Linked DNA regions of Danio rerio: region 2 is linked to region 1. Evidence: chromatin contacts called from public HiCAR-type data. All regions are on one chromosome and are shown on one strand. Each heading gives the region's core, a stretch centred on a gene start, on an enhancer-like site or on the middle of the called end of the contact. The rest is flanking DNA. Distances are from core to core; before and after follow the strand shown.

Region 1 (6,521 bases), core at 1,303-3,802:
AATAAATAACAGAAATCAATCCTAAATATTACTGGAAAACAACAACTGGAGTGATATGCCAAGATCACTTAAGAAACCTTTTGCATGAAAATTAATTATGACAATTCTAAAGAATACAAAAAATGTATTATAGAATTATCAGTGGTCTTAGACCAGATCATGGCTGAGAAATCATGTTATGAAGTCTCACCTCCCTGACTCATTATCCCTCCTTTCTGCTTTAAAGGCATGCTAAGTGAAAGTAACATCATCATCATCATATTATATAAACTTTAGACGACTTTCACCTCTGCACAAAAGGCTGTTACTCCGTTTCACGGCGCATGAGCGGCGCGTATTTTGTCGGCGTGCATGCAAACAACCAACGCGGGAATGGTTTTCTGCGCGCATGCGTCAGTTTGCTTTCACCAGCATTCAGCATTGAACCAGCACTAAGGGGGAGAGACAATGAATCAGCTACGTCAGTAACACCAACAATAATTTAGTGGTTGCATTTTATTTATTTAAACTTTGGGGATTTATAAGTACATTTAAATCAATAATGTCAACAGCAAAATTATATTGGGGTGGCCCCAGGGGTGGCCGTGGCCACCCCTGGCCACCCCTTGGGGGCGCCCCTGCCACAGTATGCCACAAGGGAAACGATCAAATGCCTTCTCAAAGTCCACAAAACACATGTGGACTGGTTAGGCATACTCCCATGAACACTTGATCACCCTGGTGAGGGTATAGAGCTGGTCCACTGTACCACGGCCTGGACGCAAACTGCATTGTTCCTTCTGGATCTTAGGTTCAACCATTGGCCGGATCCTCCTCTCCAGTACCCTGGCATAGACTTTCCCCAGGAGGCTGAGTGTGATCCCCTTATAGTTGAAGCACACCTTCCGGTCCCCCTTTTTAAAAATGGGAACCTCCACCCCAGTTGTGCAGTCCAGAGGTACTGTCCCTGACCTCCATGCGATGTTGTAAAGACGTGTCAGCCACGACAGCCCCACAACATTCAGAGACCTATCTCATCCACAACCGCTGCTTTGCCACTGCGGAGCTTATGTATATAAATATATATTTTACAGTTCTGTCTGGTTCTTGAATCTGATTGGCTGATATCTGCAAAATCACCCGTTTTGTCATAACTTTAGACATTATGCTAGAGGATCATTCAAACACTAGCTCTAAAGTGACGTTGTTGAATTGATGTGAATAAATGGTGGAAGAAAGTAGTCCCGCTTACAAAAGAACTATTCGATTGGCTGGTGTTTGATTTTCTTTTTTACATACACGATTATGCCGTTGAACTGTTGTATAAACACAATATCACACTTTACAATTAAATTCATTCATTTTCTTTTCTGCTTAATTCCTTTATTAATCTGGGGTCTAAATGAACCGCTAAATTAATGCAGCAAGTTATACGCAGCGAATGCACTTCCAGCTGCAACCTATCACTGGGAAACACCCATACACACACATACACTACATCCAACTTAGTTTATTAAGCTCACCTTTAGTTTGGATTGTACCTGGAGGAAACCCACGCCAACACTGGGAGAACATGCAAACTCCACACAGAAATGCCAACTGGTCCCGCCAGGACTTGAACCAGCAACCTTCTTGATGTGAGGCGATCGTGCTAACCACTGAGCCACCATGTCGTCCTGAAAATAATAATTTAATTACTCAAAAATTTAGTTTATGTTGACTGATTCTGCAATTGAATCTGAAAGTCTGAAAATATAATGTAAAAAGCAGATTTGACAAAGTAAAGTCTTCTGTGATCATCAAATCAGTGAGCTGAGTCAATAAATAAGCGTTTCATCACAATTTCTGATTTTTATTTTTTATTTTTCCATAGTTCAGAACATAAAACAGTATTGTGGATCTTTCCACATACACTATGTATTCACATAATACACCATACACTACAAGGAGAGAGACCAAACAAAAGATAACACTTTTTACATACTGCATACTCAACATGTAAAATAGAACCAAGAACAATCTTCAACTCAAAGGAATGTAGCTGCCAGTTTTTTTTTTCTTTCTTTATCCTCTTTAGACATTTTGATGTAGAAAACTGGGCATGATTGATACTCTTAAAAGGTGAGTGCTGATAAATGGGGCAGATTAGTGTGTGTATGTGAGAAAGTGTTGTGTTTGTGTGTGTTTGTATGTGACAGTGTTGCCGAAAGGCAGATGTGGGTAAATAAAAAGAACGAGTATATTCAAACATAAATGAGCGAAAACGCATCTCTGGGCAGTTCAGCGAGCACCAGAATATTAAAATAACAGTCTATTCACATCAAAAGCATGAGAGTACCTATTCCTCTACCTGCCATCATGATCTTCAAGTACCATCATATAAGGTGAGAGCTAAAAAGAGAAACTGGATCAGTTGGAGTGCTTTTAGTTATTGTGATCATCTGAAATTACTAAGTAAATCATTTTGAAATGATCAGCACCATATGTACGTTTCCTCTCAAAACAAGTTCACATGTCAATTTAAGAGCTCAAAGAACTGCAACAGTGTTTGCCAAGAGTCATTTCCACAGTGAACTCTAGGGGGTAGCACCATGGTTCAAAAGCCATTTGAATAAAACTCTGCTGGGCTTCAAGAGTACTCTTGAAACGCCGCTATTTAAACTTCAGGGGAAAGTCTTGTATCTCCAAGAACAAGTGACAGTCGAGGATAACAACGTCAGTGCAGACTCAGAGTTCTTTCAGACTCACCCCATGCAATATTTCATGAAATAAAAAGAAGCATTACATGAGTAAAGCCACCTAGACTTCTGAACTGAAAGCGGTCACGATTCAAACTGCAAGGTATTCTTTCCCGTCTATGGCCAAATTCATGTTAAAAAAAAGATCTTCCAATCCCTTTGAGAAATTATGTAAGTCCTGAATCCTTATGAACTGTATTGGTCAACATGGTCACATTCTTTGTTCTCCATTTGTTAATGGTTTATAAATGTGGATCAGATGCAGGAAAAGGAAGCCGGTGACAATGGTAGCACAGAGGTATTGGTGTAAGTACAGTACTCACAATAGGAAGGACAGCAGTATCTTGAGTTGCCACAAAGCATCCTGCTTTGCGGTCTGTTGTTGACGGCTTGACATACAGACAACTAAAAATTCAGGAATCATTCATGATTAGGCCATCATCCCTCACCAGTTAAATTATCTTACCTAAATATTTAACTATTTACATTTCTATCTCTCCCAATAAAATTCCATTAAAACAAAAACTAGGCTTCAAGTTGTCAATAATCCGTTCTCATTTTTTTTTCCATCGTCCTCATTAAAATCAAGATAAAAAGTGCTTTTTATAAAATCCTCTCTTCAATATTTACAATTTTTCTAAAATGAACAAACCAAAAAAAAAAAAGAAAGAAAGACAGCAATCACAATAACAATAATCATCATCATTATCATATAATAAATAATAATTACGAGTGTGGATGTAGGCAGCGAGCCTGCAGTATGTAGCGACCGTGTGTTTGTAGCATGTTGTGGGACCAGTGTCTGTACAACATGAGGTAAAGAGCTTTAGGACCACTTAATGAGCACCAGAATCTGTCCTCTGTGAGTGTCAAGCATCTTACAGCCCTGTGTAAACCAGTGGCAGCCCTGCATTGCTCCCTGTACATAGCTCACAGACAGGCATCACATACATTCTGACCGGTGTGGGTGCTTGTTTTGGAATCCAAACACGCACACACTCACACGCGTACACACATAAAACAGGGCTGAAACTATACAATGCCATTCAGCACCATGAATTCCAGGTGTGGGTGATCTCTGAGGGCAAGAGGAGAGAAAGAGGAATGCTTACAACAATGAGCAGGGGGGCAACTTTACAGGAGTATAGACTCATAGTAGCACCAACTCCAAAAAAATGTGCTCTGTCCATTAGGCTGGCGAGTTTAACCAGCAGTGGGTGGGAATAGATCCCCAAAATAATAACTTTATCAGTCATACGGGTATATCAGGACATGGAAGACATGTTCAGTTTACACAGGGCCAGCGATTTAGAGAATCCCATTCAAGCACCTTATGCACCTACAAGTCACTACGTTTATTATCTCAAAGTCCTACAGTGATCTGAACATATCTAGGGTGATTTAAGCAGAGACTGCAGAATTCCAATACAAACTAAGTGATGGTTTTAGAACTCCCTGTTTGAGCTGAGTCTGGACTGTCTACATGGAAATCACAAGCTTAAAACCTGTGGTGGGTTGCCTTGCAGCTTTTTAGGGCAGCTCTATTAAGGTGAATATTTGCTATCACTATCAGCACCTTAAAGAAGTTTGTTTACATGGTGTCCCATGGGTAAAGAAGAATGGCTGCAAATGAGTCAGCACCAATCAGATGACATGATGGAAGGCTAAGCCAATTACAAGGACTTTGAGGTCCCCATCACTGAACATGACTGACATCTGCTGCTAAAGAGCACCCAGGTCCAGCACCTGCCTCGATATTGTGAGGGCAAAATCAGAGACACTTGAGACTGAAAAAAGCACCATTTGAAGGGATGAGAGACTTTCCTTAGAGTGGCACCAAACAGAAAGGCCTAAGCTGGCGTCAGGTCCTCTCTTTCTTGGTCACATGTTCAGTGACTAGCACAATGAGCAAATACTCTATATAGAGTTGCTTTCATGCAGTCACATAAATGTGACTCGCGATGATGTGAAGGTGCATCATTAATCGAGAGGCTGGAGAGGCGAAAAGCGCAACGAAAATGCTGATTAGCTTGTTCTCGTTTTCATAGAGATCAAGCGAGAATGAAGAAAGGAAGTCCCTCTTAGTAAGAGGACGAAAAATCATAACGTTAAAAACAATGATAAAAAAACAATAACATTAAAATAAAAATAGTCATCTTCATAATATAATAACAATACCTGTAATATCAACATTAACAGTAACAATAGCAAATGTAATAATATTGATAATAGAGCAATAATTAGGATCATCAAATTCACTTAAGGAGGGGTAGCTATGGAAGTCCCTCCCACGTTGGAGAGAGAAAGAGCACCATAGACAGCGTGTCCGTTTGGGGAACTCCCAAACTGCTGCCAAAATTTGAGGTAAAAGAAATAAAAGTGAAAAAAGTGCCCCTTCCTCTATTCTCCCTCTCTTTCAGTGGCCTGACAGAGGTGTTGGAGCTAGAAGAAGGGAAGCAAATGGTAAAGGAGTAAGATTTATGACCCTTATCATTTCTGTTCCCATCTCTGGCTCCAGGGGGCAACAGTCTACAAGAGTTCACACAAATCGACTGTAAGGACCAGTGAGGTGTGTGGACGGGTAAGGTGAAACTGTGACTATGGTGGTGCTATGCTGTGTTGGGGCCATCCGTGTCACTACACCCTCCCGTTTGTCCTTAGTTTGTCCAGGGGACGGGCTTGCTGACCCAGCCGCCCATTTGCGCTTTTTCCCGTAGGCCTTGATTTCTTCCTGTGAGAGACCCAAAAGAGCAGCTTCTTGTTGCCGTTGTCGCGCTCGCTCTGCCAGGATTTTCATCTTGGATTCCCACAAAGCCAGACCATGGCAGGGCTGGTTCAGGTTCTTGTGCTGGTAGAAGACCAGGGATATGCGGCTTGGGTGAGTGCGGTCAGGCTTTTTAAGCGGTGTGGTGGCATGGAGTTCTCGACGGGCACACTCAATCAAGACACAACCATGAGCAGGTGCAACTGCTACTCCTCCGATGTTGGGATCCAAGAAGTTGTGTTCACTGTCCGACCAAACCTCGTCCTCTTCAGGATCTCGTTCACTTTGTGTCTCTGCTCCACTGTCCCAACATGCCTGGCCGTCCGACCTTTGCAGTGCATCGGGAAACAATCGGCCCTCAGGAGCTGGGGATGGCGTGCTACCTGCTGCTGACCCACCACCAGACTTCCAGGCTTTCTCCTGGAGTCCAAGGGGTGCTGAGCCACAATTTACACCTGCCTGGGAAAGCATGTTATCAGGGTAAGCACCAGCAGGGTTGCCTTGCCTGATAACACCAGCACCATAACCCATGGGACCATAGGGACCCCATGCTTTAGGTTGTGGACTAGGGGCAGGACTTCCCCACTGCCTTGGGGTGGACGGGTGTGGAGAGGGTGCAGGTGATAGACCTGCTTTTAGGGATGGGGACGGAGATGGGGCAGGAGATGCCATTGGAGTGTTTGGGCAGGAATAGGAATTCCACTGTTGCTGCTGTGGATATTGAGGGTGTTCGTGTTGGTGTTGCTGGTGGAGCCTCTGCTTATCTGGTGTGAAGGGTGAATTATTTGAGGCCGCTCTGATGTTTCCATCCCAGCCTTTAGGTACTAGACTGCCGTTTGGTTTGTGCCCATGCCATCCTTCAGGTGTTGGTGTTGTACTAGGAGTGGTCGGGCAGCTCTGCGCTTGACCATCTGATCTTGCTTCATACAATGGTACATCCATGGGCTCCTGCTTGACTATGGGTTTTGAGCGGTGTGTCTGCTCAAGAGACATAGATGGAGTACGACACTGCGAAATATCAGAGGGTTGTGGGTAGCCTT
Region 2 (6,521 bases), core at 2,797-5,296, 66 kb after region 1:
CTATCTATCTATCCATCTATCTATCTAGTTACACATATCGATATTTACCTATGTAGTAATATGAATATAGTTTCTTCTAATATAAAGCTGTCTATTAATCCAACTGTCCATCAATCCATCCATCCATCCATCAATATTTACCTATGCAGTAATATAAAAATGGGTGTAATATAAAATGTATTCTCAAATAATGTCAATCTATCCATCCATCTATCCAGTAACATCCATATGTATCTATGCAGTGATATAAATACTGATGTAGTATAAAGTTTCTTCTAATATAAAGTATGTCTATCTATCGCTACACATATATCGATATTTATCTATGCAGCAAAATAGATATGCATGTATTATAGTTTATTTTAATATAAAGTCTGTCTATCTATATCTATCTATCTATCTATCTATCTATCTATCTATCTATCTATCTATCTATCTATCTATCTATATAGTTACACATATATCCATATTTACACGAAGCAATATAAATATGCATGTAATAGGCTATAAAGTTTCTTCACAAGCTCCATAAGAATGTTCACAAGACAAAACACATTTACAGTAACAGCCTGAACTCTGAAATCAGTTTTTTTTTTCAATCTCCTACATTGATGTACGGGGGGGGGGAACACCAGACAAAAGATATTGAAACACGGAAGGTACTACGTGCGAAATGTGAGAAAATGCTCGGTTAGAATGGCGAATCCCCATTAGACAGCTCTCCATTGCTCTTTGTTTGTCCTTTGAGTCTCAATGCAGGACTTTCGCTTGACGCTCTTTGTTCAGCGCCAGGGGACCGTCAATAAACTCAAATATTTAACGGTAACTACGGGTCACGCAGTCCACGTATTGTGTATTGTTAAGGTATTGTATAGTTTAGATACTCGTCAGTGGTGCGTCGTTAACGGAACGTTTTGATTCGCAATGTATTGTTTGATACAGTAGGCTAGCCTACTAGGCTAGTGAAAGGTAACAGGGTTTAAATCAGGAGTCCCCACTATAGCTGCTTCGAAAAGTTAATAATTACAACGTGCTAAGACGAGCACTGCATTTAACAAAAACAAACAAACAAAAAGATGGAGGTCAACCACTCTTCTTTTTATAAGGCGAGTATTACTTTTTTAATATTAGGTTAGCTTACGTTATAGCCTAAGATTTAGCGTCTAGAATGAGCAATCAACCTTGTCCTCGTCGTATTTGATATAAACATGGGCTGAATATTACTTTATTACAACAGTGATACGAGCTTTACTAGGGGGTATGTAAAAGCTGTAGTGAGCACATTTTTTTTATTTGTTTGTTTTTCTCCAGCACGTCATTAAACTTTTGATATAACATTATTACTTTTATTGGTTACCAATTAAAACAATATCGAAATATAGTCTAGACTGTAAAGTTAAACTGTGTACACATAGAAACACGACGAATACAATATGCCTACTGGTATTTTTATTATCTTATTTGGAATATTTCAGCTCAAGTACGTTGGAAAATCGCCACAAGCTTCTCTGATCTCTTCTGTTTTTAAAGCCTGTATATAATTGTAATCGGGGATTATATCAAATGAGGGAAAAGAATCTGCTGATTCAGATGAAACCAGATCTTTCTGACATTAGCTGCACCACAAATTAGGCTTCACCCTACCCAAAAAAAGATAATCTACTATTTACTCACCCTCAAGGCTCCAAACCTTTAAACTTATATCGTGTTCAACATAATAATAATAATAATCATAATAATAATAAACTAAAACAGGTTTGTGAGAAGAAAAATTGAGTAATTAATAACAGACTTGGCTATTTTTTGGGGGTGAGACATTCTTTTAAAGTCGCGGTCCTCGCGGATGAACAAAGTTTTCGTCCAAATCCTTCGTAATGTTAACCGTAGGACATATAATTAAGTGTAATAATTAATTTATACGTCTTATCTATCTATCTATCTATCTATCTATCTATCTATCTATCTATCTATCTATCTATCTATCTATCTATCTATCTATCTATCTATCTATCTAATCTTTACACATCCATATTTACATATGCAGTTATTGCAGTAATATAATAATGGACGCAAATAAAGTTTTTTTAATATAGTATATCCATCCATCCATATAGATAGATAGATAGATAGAAAGATATATAGATAGATAGATAGATAGATAGATAAGACGTATAAATGAATTATTACACACTATTTTAATTGCTTTATTATCACAAACTATGCCATTTTTAGGTCGTACGGTTAACAATGCAAACGATTTTGAAGACAAAACATTGTTTGGCGACGAGTTTAAACGAATTAGCTCACCCAAAACGTGTCATTAATTTATACGTGCTTAACTAACAGTTTTGCAACTATATACTATTTACGGTTATTTGCTAACATGTGAACGACTTTGGATGACAAAGAGTACTTGACAGATCACATAATCACAGTGTAAGAGCAAACAAACCCGCGTTAAAATGATGAAGTGAAAGTTTATCCCGCCATAAGGAATCCTGCATTATAGTTAAATGGCCCAGATATTAAAACCAGCCCAGTCAAGTGTCTCGCACGCGCACTTGAGCACGTGGCTCTTCACTTTGCCGGGCGCTTTAACTGGCGGCAAAAAAGAAGAGGTGTAAAAACCTGCAATGGTCGTTTAAACTGCAGCACATACACTTCTGTATTAGCTTTTCCGATTTATCTTGACAAACAAGTGACAGTTTTCCTTGAAAGGGTGAGAAAAACGACACATCATCAAGGCCCCCCTCTGAATAAAGAAAACAACACCCTGGGGCGCGTGTTACAGCTCTGTCGGGCGCGATCTGTTACAAAGAAACACATTTTAAGTTCTGAATAAACAAGGTATTTCGTTTGGAACGCGTTAGATACAGTGTAACAAAAGCAGTCCGAACGCTTTCCGCTGTTGTTACATTGATCGTTCCTATTAATACCTCACATAGCCTACTACAGTGGAAAAAGTTATCAGTAATCGATGTGTATTGGGCTAATCGCCTCATTAGCAACTCAAAAACTTAAACAAGAGAATACACATACTTCATTTAAGCTGAATAAGGCAGTTTCGAACACTTTTTTTGGTTTTTTCAGTTATAAAAAGTTTCCAGATGTGTTGTAGTAACGTTAGTAGTAGTAACATGCAGGACTTACCAAGCGGTGGAAACGTTCCAAGTGTCTTGTCAAAGCCCATTTAGATTGAAATGACGGTTTACTTATAAACAGTACATGCATGTGCAATTACACATCATTATAAATGACTAAAACGTCATTAATTTACCTTATAAGCAGTGCAAATAAGAAAAGCGTGTAGAGTTAATTTGCTACAACGGGTTAAAAGAAATGCTACAAGTCAAGACTTGACATGGCGAATTGTACGAGGAGAAAAAAAGTGGTCATTTCATTAGGGCAAAGACCCTTTAACTTTTCTTCGCCTCGTCTATGTACTTCAGGGAAGTTTTAAGAGTTAAACGACGATGAGGAGGAGGAAGGAGAGCCTGTGAGAGACTGAAGTAAGTTGTGGAGTGGAGTTCAGAGAGTGCCGCGGACTGAGGGGTTAAAATTACGTCATCAAGAGGACTACATGTCATGAACAAAATTTAAGTGAACCTAGAGTCTTTGATTCATCTTTTTATGAATGTGAACATTCAAACATTTTTGGGAGGATCAATCATTATATGTCCAAAAAAAATAAATAAATAAATAAACAATCAGGTTTTAGTTGTAATTTGACCCCCAAATATTATTATTTTTGTTCCAAACAATTTATCTGTGGAATTTATAAAGATTCTTTCAATTTTATTTGGTAAATTTCATGTTCATAAATGCAGATTAAATAACTCTAAAACTTGTTTAAAGGTTATTATATTATAGATTTTCATTTGTATAGAATCGCTGCAATATACTAACAGCAAAAAATGTAAATATACAATTATAGTGGCAAAAGAGCTGAAGTTAATTGATGTCAATTGGATAGGTTAAATAATATTGTAAAGATCTCTATGTTAAATTGACTTTTTATTTATTTAGTTTATGCAATTTATTTTTTGTTTATTTTATGTTATTAAATACATTTGTATTTTTGGATGTCATGTTTAAATTGTATATTTCTGTTGTTTAATAAAAAAAATGCAAGGGAAGGGATTAGAAGCTATTGATATAAACAATTTTATAAATGCTTTCATAGACAATTGGATTAAAAGATGTATAACTAGTTCAAATTCAATGTGTTTTTTTTTATTCCCAATTATTGGTTTAATAGAATTGGCGGTCTCCAATTTATTTTGAAATGTAAATTTGCCCAGAATAAACTTTTACCAGCAAGCATTACTGGCTTGGAAACTATGTTACTCTCATAACTTTTCTCCACATAAAACATTTTATGGAACAACACTGATATTAAAGTTAAGAATAAATCCTTATTTTTTTTCTAATTGGTACGACAGAGATGTATTACATATATTTTCCTCATTGACAATTTATGAACAATTTATGAAAATTCATCAATTTCCTATCCCATTTAAGAAATTTAACATTATTGTAAATGCTATCCCAAAAGAATTATTACACTTGACAACAATTCATATTTCATATATAAATAAAAGAACCATAAACCCTCATTATTATTAGAAGGTATTAGTATAAATGATAAGAAAAGCATCAACAAACTTATTCTTAGAATTCTTCAACAACAAAAAAATCTAATTGCGCAAGAGGGAAGTCATATTGGTCAGCGTTAATAAAAGATATGGATTGGAAAAGAACATGGCTTCTCCCATATGTAATCCCAAACAAAGCAAAGGAAATCTATTTTAAAATTCTACACAAAATATCAATGCATTTATTTCAACATTTACTGATATTGCAATTACTTGTTTTTTTTTTTTTTTGTCAGGGAAATGAGGGAACTTTGACTCACATGTTTTTACATGTAAAATCTTACAAAAGTTTTGGTCAGATCTACATAACTACTTGAATAAATCACAATCAACAAAACAAATCGTTAAATTGAATGATATTATATGTTATTATTCTAGTCCCAATAATAAAAATGAAGAATATATATAACTTTTTTATATTATATGCAAATTTCTTTATCAACAAATAAAAAAAAATTCTTAAATCCTCTCCCTTATTTGCCTATTTTTAATTTAAAATTGATTCCTTGCTTAAAGCTATACATTTATCAAACAACAAACAATTCTGCAAGTTAATAGAAACTTATGATAAACTTATGAAAATATCATGCTTCCAGTAAGTTGGTCTTTATTGCTGCGTTTTTTCATTTAATTTTATACTTCCCCTTTTTTATTTTGTTCTTTTTTCTCTTTCTATTACTTATTGTTCTTATCACTTTGTTATTATATATACTTGTATTCCAGTCTCCAACAGATTACTTCCTGATTTATATTGTACATTTCTTCTTTTCTAAATAAAAGTTTATTTAAAAAAATAATTAAGAGAAACAAAATGGTAAACGTACAAATGAAAGGAGCTTACTAAAACATACTTAACTCATTTTAATCACAAATTCATTTGCACACACCCAAACAGAATGTTTTCTGTGTATTTATTATTTCATAGTACTGTAAACAGTTTGTTTTCATCTGAAAAACAGCATGGAGGAAAGAAAAAAAACAACAACTATAGTAGCTAAAATCAAAACATGATTATATTCTTGTATTTCATTCTGTATCCTTAAGTAAACAAATCATAATTAATTGTCTAAAAACTACACTTTACATGAGTGGACGGGTGTAGTACTTGGCTTCAAGTCCATCTTTTTTAAAAGCATGTTGCATTCTGGTGTAAAACAACTGACACGGGACAATCAAGTATCATGTACAGCATTTGTTTTGGTCAGTTATGCTTCAAATAGTTTGGGTATGGTCAGGTACGCAATAATAAATACCATAAAGAAAATCTTTAATAACAATCAAACAACGCAGATTTATACTGTCAAAATACTACAGTAAACAAGCACTCAAAAGCTTCAGTGTTAAACCATTTGAAAATGGTTTACTTTGCACACAATCATTGGGGACGGAGGCCAAAACCAGTCTGTAATGGTAATATAAGTCTGTTCTGCCCGCCTCACATCTCAGAGGAGGACAGCACAGAACGATACACAACAGCAGAGTTCAAGCCTATGAAGAAACGAGACTAAAGTGTTTTAGATTGCGAAAACTGACAATAAAAAGGTCAAAGTAATAAAAAAAAAAAAAGAGACGTAGAATCAGTTACTGTCACTTTAACCTGGGCGGACATGTAACAGCACATCTGATAGTGTTAATACCAATATTTACCTCACCAGGAGTCATACTCTCCCAGAAAGGAGGACAGTCTAAGCATTTATTTCCTGAATTAATCCTGAAATGCATTCCAAAGGACATTACTCAAACCTGTTCCCTCTTTCTTCGTTGTCCCCAACCAATTTTATTAACTACGGAATGGAAGCTGAAAGTCGTCGTCTAGGTTCGCACTTGAAATTTGCCCGCCTTGGTCATGTATTTGATGCCTTTGAA

What was found. HiCAR-type assays count read pairs that join an accessible place to other places.
Region 2: a contact with region 1 is called in a HiCAR-type map of caudal fin, with 4 times the contacts expected there. The contact joins the promoter of tet3 here to the enhancer-like site in region 1. A contact is called at or near these places in 11 of 18 Hi-C or Micro-C datasets (caudal fin, embryo, fibroblasts and 4 more) and 2 of 4 datasets of contacts at active chromatin or transcription factors (caudal fin and embryo).

The regions. Positions count from the first base shown.
Region 1 is chr5:15,025,034-15,031,554 of GRCz12tu, forward strand. It overlaps tet3 (tet methylcytosine dioxygenase 3), which reads right to left. Exons shown (of 12, transcript NM_001327945.1): 12 at 1,816-6,521. The coding sequence ends at 5,257. Among named protein-coding and RNA genes, the nearest start is that of tet3, 66 kb to the right of the region's middle. Within about 2 kb of position 2,553, at least 3 of the 62 cell types and tissues checked have an H3K27ac peak or open chromatin away from gene starts, as enhancers often do. A contact at or near this core is called in caudal fin, where this site is marked.
Region 2 is chr5:15,090,040-15,096,560 of GRCz12tu, forward strand. tet3 (tet methylcytosine dioxygenase 3) reads right to left here and starts at 4,047. Exons shown (of 12, transcript NM_001327945.1): 1 at 3,151-4,047. ap3m2 (adaptor related protein complex 3 subunit mu 2) reads right to left here. Exons shown (of 9, transcript NM_001002154.1): 9 at 5,493-6,521. The coding sequence ends at 6,468.